Linked DNA regions of Rattus norvegicus: region 1 is linked to region 2. The links are chromatin contacts, called in public Hi-C maps. All regions are on one chromosome and are shown on one strand. Each heading gives the region's core, a stretch centred on a gene start, on an enhancer-like site or on the middle of the called end of the contact. The rest is flanking DNA. Distances are from core to core; before and after follow the strand shown.

Region 1 (4,458 bases), core at 544-3,043, 140 kb before region 2:
ATACAGCATCCTGTATTTCATTTAGTTTTATCAGAGAAGCCGGTAGGTGCTTTTTTCTTCTTCGTAAGCCTGGCTGATTAGGTATCCTGTCTGCTGACACTCTTCTCTGTGGCTGTGCTTCCTATCTGTGTGTTCATGAAGGAGCAAGGCTTTGAGAGCCGAGGGGACTTGAGCTTTGTAAGAACAAACATACCCAGTACCTTGCATGAAACAGATAAGTCAAATCTTGCTTAGCAATTACTGTTACTAGCTGCATTATTATTAATAATGAAAATAGATATGTTGGAAGCCTAGTGGTGCAGTAAGAGGATGATGACCCCCGTGAGTGTAACTCACACTTGAACTTGGCAGAGCTGGTCTGCTCCTCTGCAAGTTCTCTTAGATGTGCTATATGCTGGCTCCCTCCCCCCGGCCCCCAGACACAAAGGTGGGATGTATTTATCAACAGAACATCGAGGAGATAGCAAAGTCAATACATTCTCTGCTGCTGCTGCGAGAAACCCCAGCTTTAACAATGACATCAGGTAAAATGTGAGCACAGGATACTTACTCTGCAACGACTTTTCTTACTTTCCAGTTTAACTCCCTCCCAGACCTTTATTTTACATCTGTGTCCCACCAGTGTTCTTTAAGGAACTTTGTGTGAATCCGCCAGAGAACGGCAGTTCACGATGATGTCCAAAGAACTCATAAAAAAGAGCCAAGGGAGAAAACAGGAGAGGGAACTCAGAATGCCAGCTAGGGAATTTTCACCCAATCGGGACAGACCCTGGACATTCCTGCGGCTCACAGCTGACAGATTGAACATTTGTCACAAGGGCTTGGTACCGTCTAGCACGTAAAGATATGCGGAGTTTTCCTAGCGGGCTCCGGACTCTATTTTATTCTCACTTCCTTTCTTCTGGCTTGACCCGCGATAAGTTATAAATGACTTATCAAACGTCCACATTTAAAGAGTAGACGGCTCCATAAATACCTACTTGGCCTCATTAAAAAGCCCCAGTGATTAAAGAGAATGATTAGTGTGGTGCCAGAGGGGAAAGGAGAAAATCCAACATCTGCCTCCAAACAGGGCCAGATCTCTTCTTAGGGAAGACCACTGGTGTCAGGGAAGAGGGCTTTGGCCTGTGCTGAAACAGAGCATCAGGCTGCCAAGCCTGCACCCTGGGCCTGTCATGCAGAAAGAGTTATGAAAAGTGCACGCGTTCTCAGAGACGATTACCCTCTTGGCCTCCATGCCTCCCTCTCCACTCCCTTGTTGCCCCCATTGAAAGTTAGAGCATAATTAAAATGGGGAGCCTACAACCGGTATGAAATGACCCTCAAATGACTGCTTAATTACAGCGAAAAGAAAGCGGGGGTGGGGTGGGGTGGGGGGCTACAAATAACCAGGAACTGTCCCGGCTGTCACTGAAGAGGAGTCTGCCCATGAGTCATGAGTCATGAATTAGCCTCCTGCTTCTGCCCTGCCCGAGCTGTCCCTTCCTGTTCCCCCAGGCCAGGCCTGCGTGGGGACCAGGTCAGAAGCAGGCGTGGGTTTCTGTTCCCAGGGCTGGGGAGCTCGCGGGCCAGCTCCCCCTGCACCCCCTGACTGTCGGTGGGTCGCGGGAAGTCTCCCAGGCTGCACAGGAGACAGGCTGACTGAAACGGCGCAGCCAGCGCGGCTGCAGATAAGTTAATGTACACAGAGAGGATGTAAATTACCACGACCCTCAGCAGCAGGACATTGGCCAGGGCCCTGTCAGTGAGAGGACAAGCGTCGGCAGGCTGCGCTCCCTGACATCCAGCCCGGGATGGAGCCGCCAGGCGGCCTGGCCGGGGAGGACCTCTTGGAGCCAGGCTTGCCTTGAAAACAGCTGCGTGTCCCTGACACCTCCAAACTAATGCATTTTTAATCAGGGGAATTAGCTCTAGGCGACCCGTGTTTTTCTGAGCCCCTCCTCCCCGCCCCCTAGTTTATGGACCAGGATACCTCTCTGCTTCTTAATCACGGAGGACAAAGTCCCCAGCCATTCCTGCACTCTAGACTGAGCCACCTTTTACCATCTCCCTCCCCACCCCCATCCTCCAGTCCGGCCTCCTCCACCCTCGTCTGCATCGCTTTTGCCCCCACCCTTCCCTCTGTTTATACAGTGACATCACAGCCCCTGGCTCTCCAAGGCGCAGAGAAAACAGAGTTCAAAAAGGCAAACAGGAAAACCCGCTGGTCCTGGGCACCGGAGAGGGTCAGTCCACCCCAGGAATGGCGCAAACCAGCACGTGCTGACTGTGCCTGGCGAGTTCTCCAGAAAAGGCTGCTCAGGCTGACGCTGGGGAAACCTGTGACAACCACTCACGGAACTGAATTCTTTTTCTTGTAGTTTTGTAAGAAAAGTGAAGAGAGGAAACACGGGTAAAATTAATTTTAATAATTTTGCTTAACCTGATATATCCAAAATATCATTTCAACATGCAATTGATGTGAGCAATTATTAATGAAATATTTCACATTCTTTTCTCTCTGTCTTCAAACCCAGTATTTTATCACTTGCAGAACCATTTTTTTTCCCATTGGAAATAATGAATCTGTATTTAGTTAATTCTAAACATTCTAAAATGTTTTCCAAGGGCACAATCCTGTGTTATTAAATTTGAATTAATACGATGTAAAATTGAGTTAATATTAAAATAAGTCCCTTGATTGCACATTTCATGTTCTTAATATCTACCGGCTATAGGAGGCTTCCACATGGATACCGCAGAGGGTCATAGAATCTGTCCAAGTTGCAGCTTTCTTTTTTTTTAATTGTGAACTGAGTGTTACTGTTATTTACCTTATGTAGGATTGAATAACGTATGGTACTATGACTGCTGCAGTTTGGATCTTGAATATCCTTCAAAGGGCCATGTGTTGAAACCTTAGTCCCCAATTGATGGCATTATTAGGGAACATTGGGAAGTTAGGTTACTTGGGGGGTTGTGCCCTTGCAAAGGATGTTGGTACACTCCTCTTCACTTCCCACAATGGTGCTGGGCCTCATCAAAAGCCCAAGAACAGAGCCTAATGGAGCGAGTTAACTTCACAAACCACGAGCTGTGCACAGTAAGCCCTTCTCTCTCAGAACCGCATATTTCTGCTATTTTCTATAGTAGCCAAAAGTTAGCTAACATGCATATGATATTCACCACAGGGCATGTTTGCCCACTAATGAAAGCTACTCTAATTAATTCAATTAAGGACTATTTCCATACTTCATTGATGTGCTCTGTCCACTCTTGACCCACTGTGACAATCTGTCTTCCTCCAGAGCTTGGGCACACTGGGATCCCTTTTTCTCTTACTCAGGTCCAATGCATCTACGGCTGCCTTCATCTTCCAGGACATATGCTGGCTACCCTCAGTTTTATGAATAGAACACAGTTTTGTTTTGTTTTGTTTTGTTTTTTCAGAACTACATATCTAAGTAGCCAGTAAAGATCTTGGCTGAAAGTTTCCAGAGATATTTTTAATGCATCCACCTAAAGCTGATCTGTTTATCAGAAGTGTGCCTTTCTTTCTGGGTTCTCACATTGCTGATGCTATATTCCTCTCAGTTGTGGTGACCAGAACTTGGCAGTGACCCTGGCTCATCTTGATCCATCCCTGTTCCCATCACAGCAACTCGCCCTGTGTATTCTGCTGTCTAAATGTGGCCAGAGCTGTACAACCTCAGCCTTCCTGGTTCTCACTCTCCCTCGGGCCACCCCTCCCATGTTGCAAGTGCTCAGTTTTCTTCCACTTTCTTCTTTCTTCCAACCCACTCTCCAATATTCTGCAAGTGTCAGTTTTCAAAAGCATGGATCTGATTCTGAAAAGAAAACTTTTTGGAACATATAAATAACTTTGAACTCTCCAATGGAGTCTTTGAGGTCCTCTGTGCATTCCCTGCTTGCTTGGTTGGCTTTCTTACCCTTCCTTCCTTTCTTCTCTCTCTCTCTCTCTCTCCCCCTCCCTTCCTCCCCTCCCCTTCCCTTTCCTTCCCTCCTTCCCTCTCTGTCTGTCTCTCTGTCTCTCTGTCTCTCTCTCTCTGTCTCTCTCTCTCTCTCTCTCTCTCTCTCTCTCTCGTCTCTCTAACCTTTACAGTAGCCTCCACAACTCACCCATCCTGTTTGGCTCTCAACATTCTTCTCTGGCCTCTTCTGTTTCCTTCATGCTTCTTGCTCTCTGATGGAGGCACTCCCATGGCTGACCACACCATATCCACGAGTATCCTACAAGCCATGTCTACTCTGAGCAGGTGCCTGTGATGCACAGTTACACACCCCTTCCCATGTTGCCATGCAGGGCCCTACTCTTTTGTTGGACTGCACTGCTTTCTGAGGATCCCTGGTCTCTGAGCTCCAAATTAGGAAAAGCCAGCTCCCCCTGGCAGGTCTGTGTCTGCAGAGCATCTAAGGAACATCCACTATTGCCTATTTTGCCTGGTTCCAGTCCATGGG
Region 2 (4,168 bases), core at 878-3,377:
TCAGGAATTCTATGAACAAAGGTACAACTTTCATCATATCTTTTTCTACACTACAGACACCAAGGAAAGGTGACACTCTCAAATAAGCTGCGGTCACTCACTGACATGACTGGACAGTGACTGTGCCTTCTTGGAGGGACCAGGCCCATGAACTATGGCTGTTTCCTGACAGTAGACACACTGGAGATTGGGTATTTCTTCCTCCATTTGTATCCACTTGGGTATTGGTGGGGACTGAAGGAGAAGCAAGTGCGTTGCTATGACAGATCATCATCCAGTGATGGAATCAACTCACTTCTCAACTCTCAGCTTAAGTGTAATGAAGATGAGACGAACCAGCTGCTGCTCAACCTTGAGACCCAATTCATCCTTCTAAATCTTTTTAGGTCTCCAAGGACCATGGGTGAAGAATTCACAGTGACAGTTTATAGGCCCCTGATTAAGGACAGGGTCAGAGGTTACTCTGTCTAAACTTAAGGTCCTTCAACTCTCTGAATGATTTGTAAAATCATCAGGGGATGCTACTACAGAAGTATTATCATAGCCATTTAAGGAGTTTAAAAGTATTCTAGTTTTAATTTAAACACAAAGCAAAGAATGAAAGGGCACATTTTTTAATGTTGTTATGAAACCTGAAGGAAGGGAGTGAACAAGGGTGGTGGCAGTAGGTGCGACACAAAAGAGGACAATGAAAGTCGGTGGCTTGTGATGGGTCAAGTATAGTTTCTTCCACCCAGAACAGTAGAATTGGAGTGAAACTCTGAATAGTGCCTTGCTGGGTCCACAACATGTTGGAGATTGTCCATGCCAAAGCAATGGAGAGAGAGGAAGAAAGGAAGGGTGAGGGGAGAGAGAGGGAGAGAGTGAGGGAGGGAGGGAGAAAAGAAGGGAGAGAAAGAGAGAGATTACAAAAGTGTACCATACCAATTGAGTCAGAAAAAGAAAAGGATGTGAGCAGCTGGGAGTCTGATGGAAGATTAGGACTATAATAAACAATTAAAAAAACATTCACAATATCCAAGAGTGGAGTTGGCCTAGATATCCATCAACACATAGATGGGTAAAGAAAGTGTTGTGTATGTACACAATGGAGTTTTACTTGGCTATAAAGAAGAAGGGAATCATGCCATTTGCAGAAAACTGAATGAACTGGAGATGGTGTTAAGCAAAATAAGCCAGCCTCACAAGGGCACATGGTCTCTCTCCTGTGTGCAATCTGATGTGAGGGGACAAGAGAGTAAAAGGCGGGCAACTGGGGAGAAGCCAGGAAGAAGGATGGGGAGAGAGACTGGAAAGGGAAACAGGGAGAATGACCAAAGCACACAGAACCATGTATGCAGACATCATCAGGAAGCCATTCTTTGTTCAATGAATATACCCTACTCTTACTATTAGTTATTCTATTTTATTTTTATACGTGTATATATGTATATGTACACATGTATGAATATACCCAAAGAGTCCAGAAGAAGCATCAGATCACCCAGAGTTGGAGTTAGAAGTGAAGTAAGCAGACCTACAGGGTGCTGGGAACTGAACTGTGGTCCTCCTCTGTAAGAGCAGGAAACACTCTTAACTGCTGAACCACCTTTCTAGCCCCAGTAATTTTAAAACTAGAACAAAACGCTTGAAAAACCCAAATCCTTTTTTTTCTTTCACCAAATAGTCTTTTTATTTAATAAACATAAATTATTAGCTTAAAATGGGTTTTGTTTTTGTTTTTGTTTTTGTGGGGAGGTTTTTTGTTTTTTTGTTTTTGTTTTTTGCTGCTTCTAGCCTACCTCCATGAACTCTCTTAAAGTTGGTTCAGGTAATACTTTGTCAGTGTGACTGCAGAGTGCAAACGTCTGTGTCCCTAAGCCATAGGCAGGAACAGCAAACTCCCCACTGTTGTTCTTTATCTGGTTTACTGCACATGGTTTTTGCCATGCGCCTTTTATTATTCTAAATTGAGGGTGAGATAGTAGTTGGTTTCTCAAAGTGCAAAGGCTAAACTTTCTGATAAACTTCAGCTGCTACCAGTGATGGACACCACCCACATGGCCAAAACAACCATGAGGTCACTTCCTGCCTGGCGTCCTGTAGGCTTCTCCAGAAATCCAGAAGCTGAAGGCAGGTCTGGCTCAGGTCAGAGGCTTGGACCAATGAGTCACCCAGAAAGCTTCTCAGCCAGCAACTCTAAGGAAGAAGTATGTAGGGAGGATGTTTTTTTACTCCAGTCCCCTGTCACTGCTGGTATCTTGGGAAATTTGTGGTCAAAGAGACTTTCAAAGACTCGATCCCCACCAGTTCCACTCATGAAGCTTCCTTGGCTTTTGGTTACAAGCCAGGCCCAAACACGGCACAGCAGAGACACTCATTTCCTGCCACTAATAGGTTTCTCAGGTGTAGGATAAACACTTCCGTTTGAAGCATGGTTTGGCCAGAGCACACACATGCATTTAATCTATAATACAAATTAAAGCGGTGCGAGACTTCAGAAAGCACAGGCCTGTGAGCTTGGGGTCGGGGTGGGGGGTCTCAAAAGAAACAAGAACACCAGATCTTGAAGTTCTACTGGTCCTGAAACAGGTAAAATTCCTAAAAGTGACCAAATACTATCTACAAATCATGTGGAGATTTGGGGTACAGCTTTGTAGCAATAAGAGTGTGAGTTAGTAGTACAAGATTCTGGGTTCAATCTTCACTAACAAATGGAGAGATGAAATAGAGATAGATAGATAGATAGATAGATAGATGATAGATATATAGATTGATAGATAGTTGGTAGATAGATGATAGATAGATGATAGAAATAGAGATACAGAGATCAAGATAGAGATAGACAGATATAGAGATGAGGGATAAAGAGAGAGATAGAGATGACAGAGATGGGGAGACAGAGAGGGACAGAGAGAGAAGGAGGGACAGAAGGAGGATGAGAGAGATGATAGAGGGGGATTGGAAAAGGAATAAGGAGAGAAATGTGCGTGAGGAGAGGGGTAAGCATGGAGATAGGCATAGGATAGGGATAGGATAGGGGTAGGCATGGAGATAATAGAGAGATAGCAGTCTCTACAAGATTCTTCTGAACTGCATGATGGGTGGTACCATTGTCAGCCTTGTTATCCAAGGTAGAGTCCTAGGTAACCTCAGACTCTCCTCACTGTCAGCCTTCTATGCACCAAGGGAGCTCACTCTCAGTGACTATTTGTACAATAGCCTGGGACCTCCACCCAAAGGAGGCATGCTGCTGAGCTGGCACCTGGACCATACACTCAGGTAAACCTGGGCAAGTTGCCTCCTCTTTGCTATCTTGTGTGTCAAGAGTCCATGGGGTAGACTTTGCTTGCCTTGATGGTGAAAGACTCCACATTAACGCCCAGCCCAGAGGGCATTTGGTAAATATGACCTCATAATTTAGCCACACAGCCAGACATCTGACACACTGGTAAGTCTCTGAAGACAGTGCAACCATGAAAATAGCTGTCAACGTGGTGGTATTGATGGAATTCTGTGGTAGTGCTTTACCAGAGAAAACTCTAGTTGTTCTTTCTTGTGACAGAGGAATAGTGTTTATCTGGGTTGTGAAACTTGAGTGTTCTGGGGAAGAACTCAGCATATATTCTGTGATTAAAGAATAAGGGAAGCCAAAGGAGAAGCCAACTCTCCCAGGTCTGCCTGACTCCATGGCCCAGGTGCCACTCTGAGCAGAGTCATGCCTTCTTGTGTGGGCTGCTCCAGGCTATCATACAAGTTAGGATGAGAAGCTTGACAGTTGAGAAGCAGAAAAGTAGTGAGTAGTGGCAACAGAATTGAGGGCCTGTCTCTATGGAGCCAGTCAAGAGAAAGTTCTGGAATAAAGGGGTTGGCCGACAACTCCTGCCATGCCACCCAGCCTGAACAGAAATAGGTGCTGGAGCAGGAGTGGTGTGGAGCTGGTCTCCCAGGCTGCCTCCACAACCAGCTCATTGCAGGAAAGCTGGAGGTCAAATCCTGCAGCCAGAGGCAAGAGCTCTTATGGTCACTGATGGGAGGAGTGGCTCTGCAGGTGAGGGTCCCCAACATGTCATGATTAGATCTGTCTCCCTCAGATGACATCCTTCAGCTCTGTGATGAAAAAGTTTCCCATAGACTACCTTTCTAAAGTTAGGCCATGTCTTAAGATTGTTTCCGTTGTCTTAAATAC

The links. Hi-C and Micro-C count contacts between places; a contact is called where the count stands out from the background.
Region 1: a Hi-C map of the A7r5 cell line shows a contact between it and region 2, with 2.5 times the contacts expected there. The contact joins two enhancer-like sites. A contact is called at or near these places in 3 of 12 Hi-C or Micro-C datasets (the A7r5 cell line, kidney and liver).

The regions. Positions count from the first base shown.
Region 1 is chr18:2,858,401-2,862,858 of GRCr8, reverse strand. No RefSeq gene overlaps it. Among named protein-coding and RNA genes, the nearest start is that of Rbbp8, 340 kb to the left of the region's middle. Within about 2 kb of position 1,793, at least 25 of the 93 cell types and tissues checked have an H3K27ac peak or open chromatin away from gene starts, as enhancers often do. A contact at or near this core is called in the A7r5 cell line, where this site is marked.
Region 2 is chr18:2,722,085-2,726,252 of GRCr8, reverse strand. No RefSeq gene overlaps it. Among named protein-coding and RNA genes, the nearest start is that of Gata6, 260 kb to the right of the region's middle. Within about 2 kb of position 2,127, at least 10 of the 93 cell types and tissues checked have an H3K27ac peak or open chromatin away from gene starts, as enhancers often do. A contact at or near this core is called in the A7r5 cell line, where this site is marked.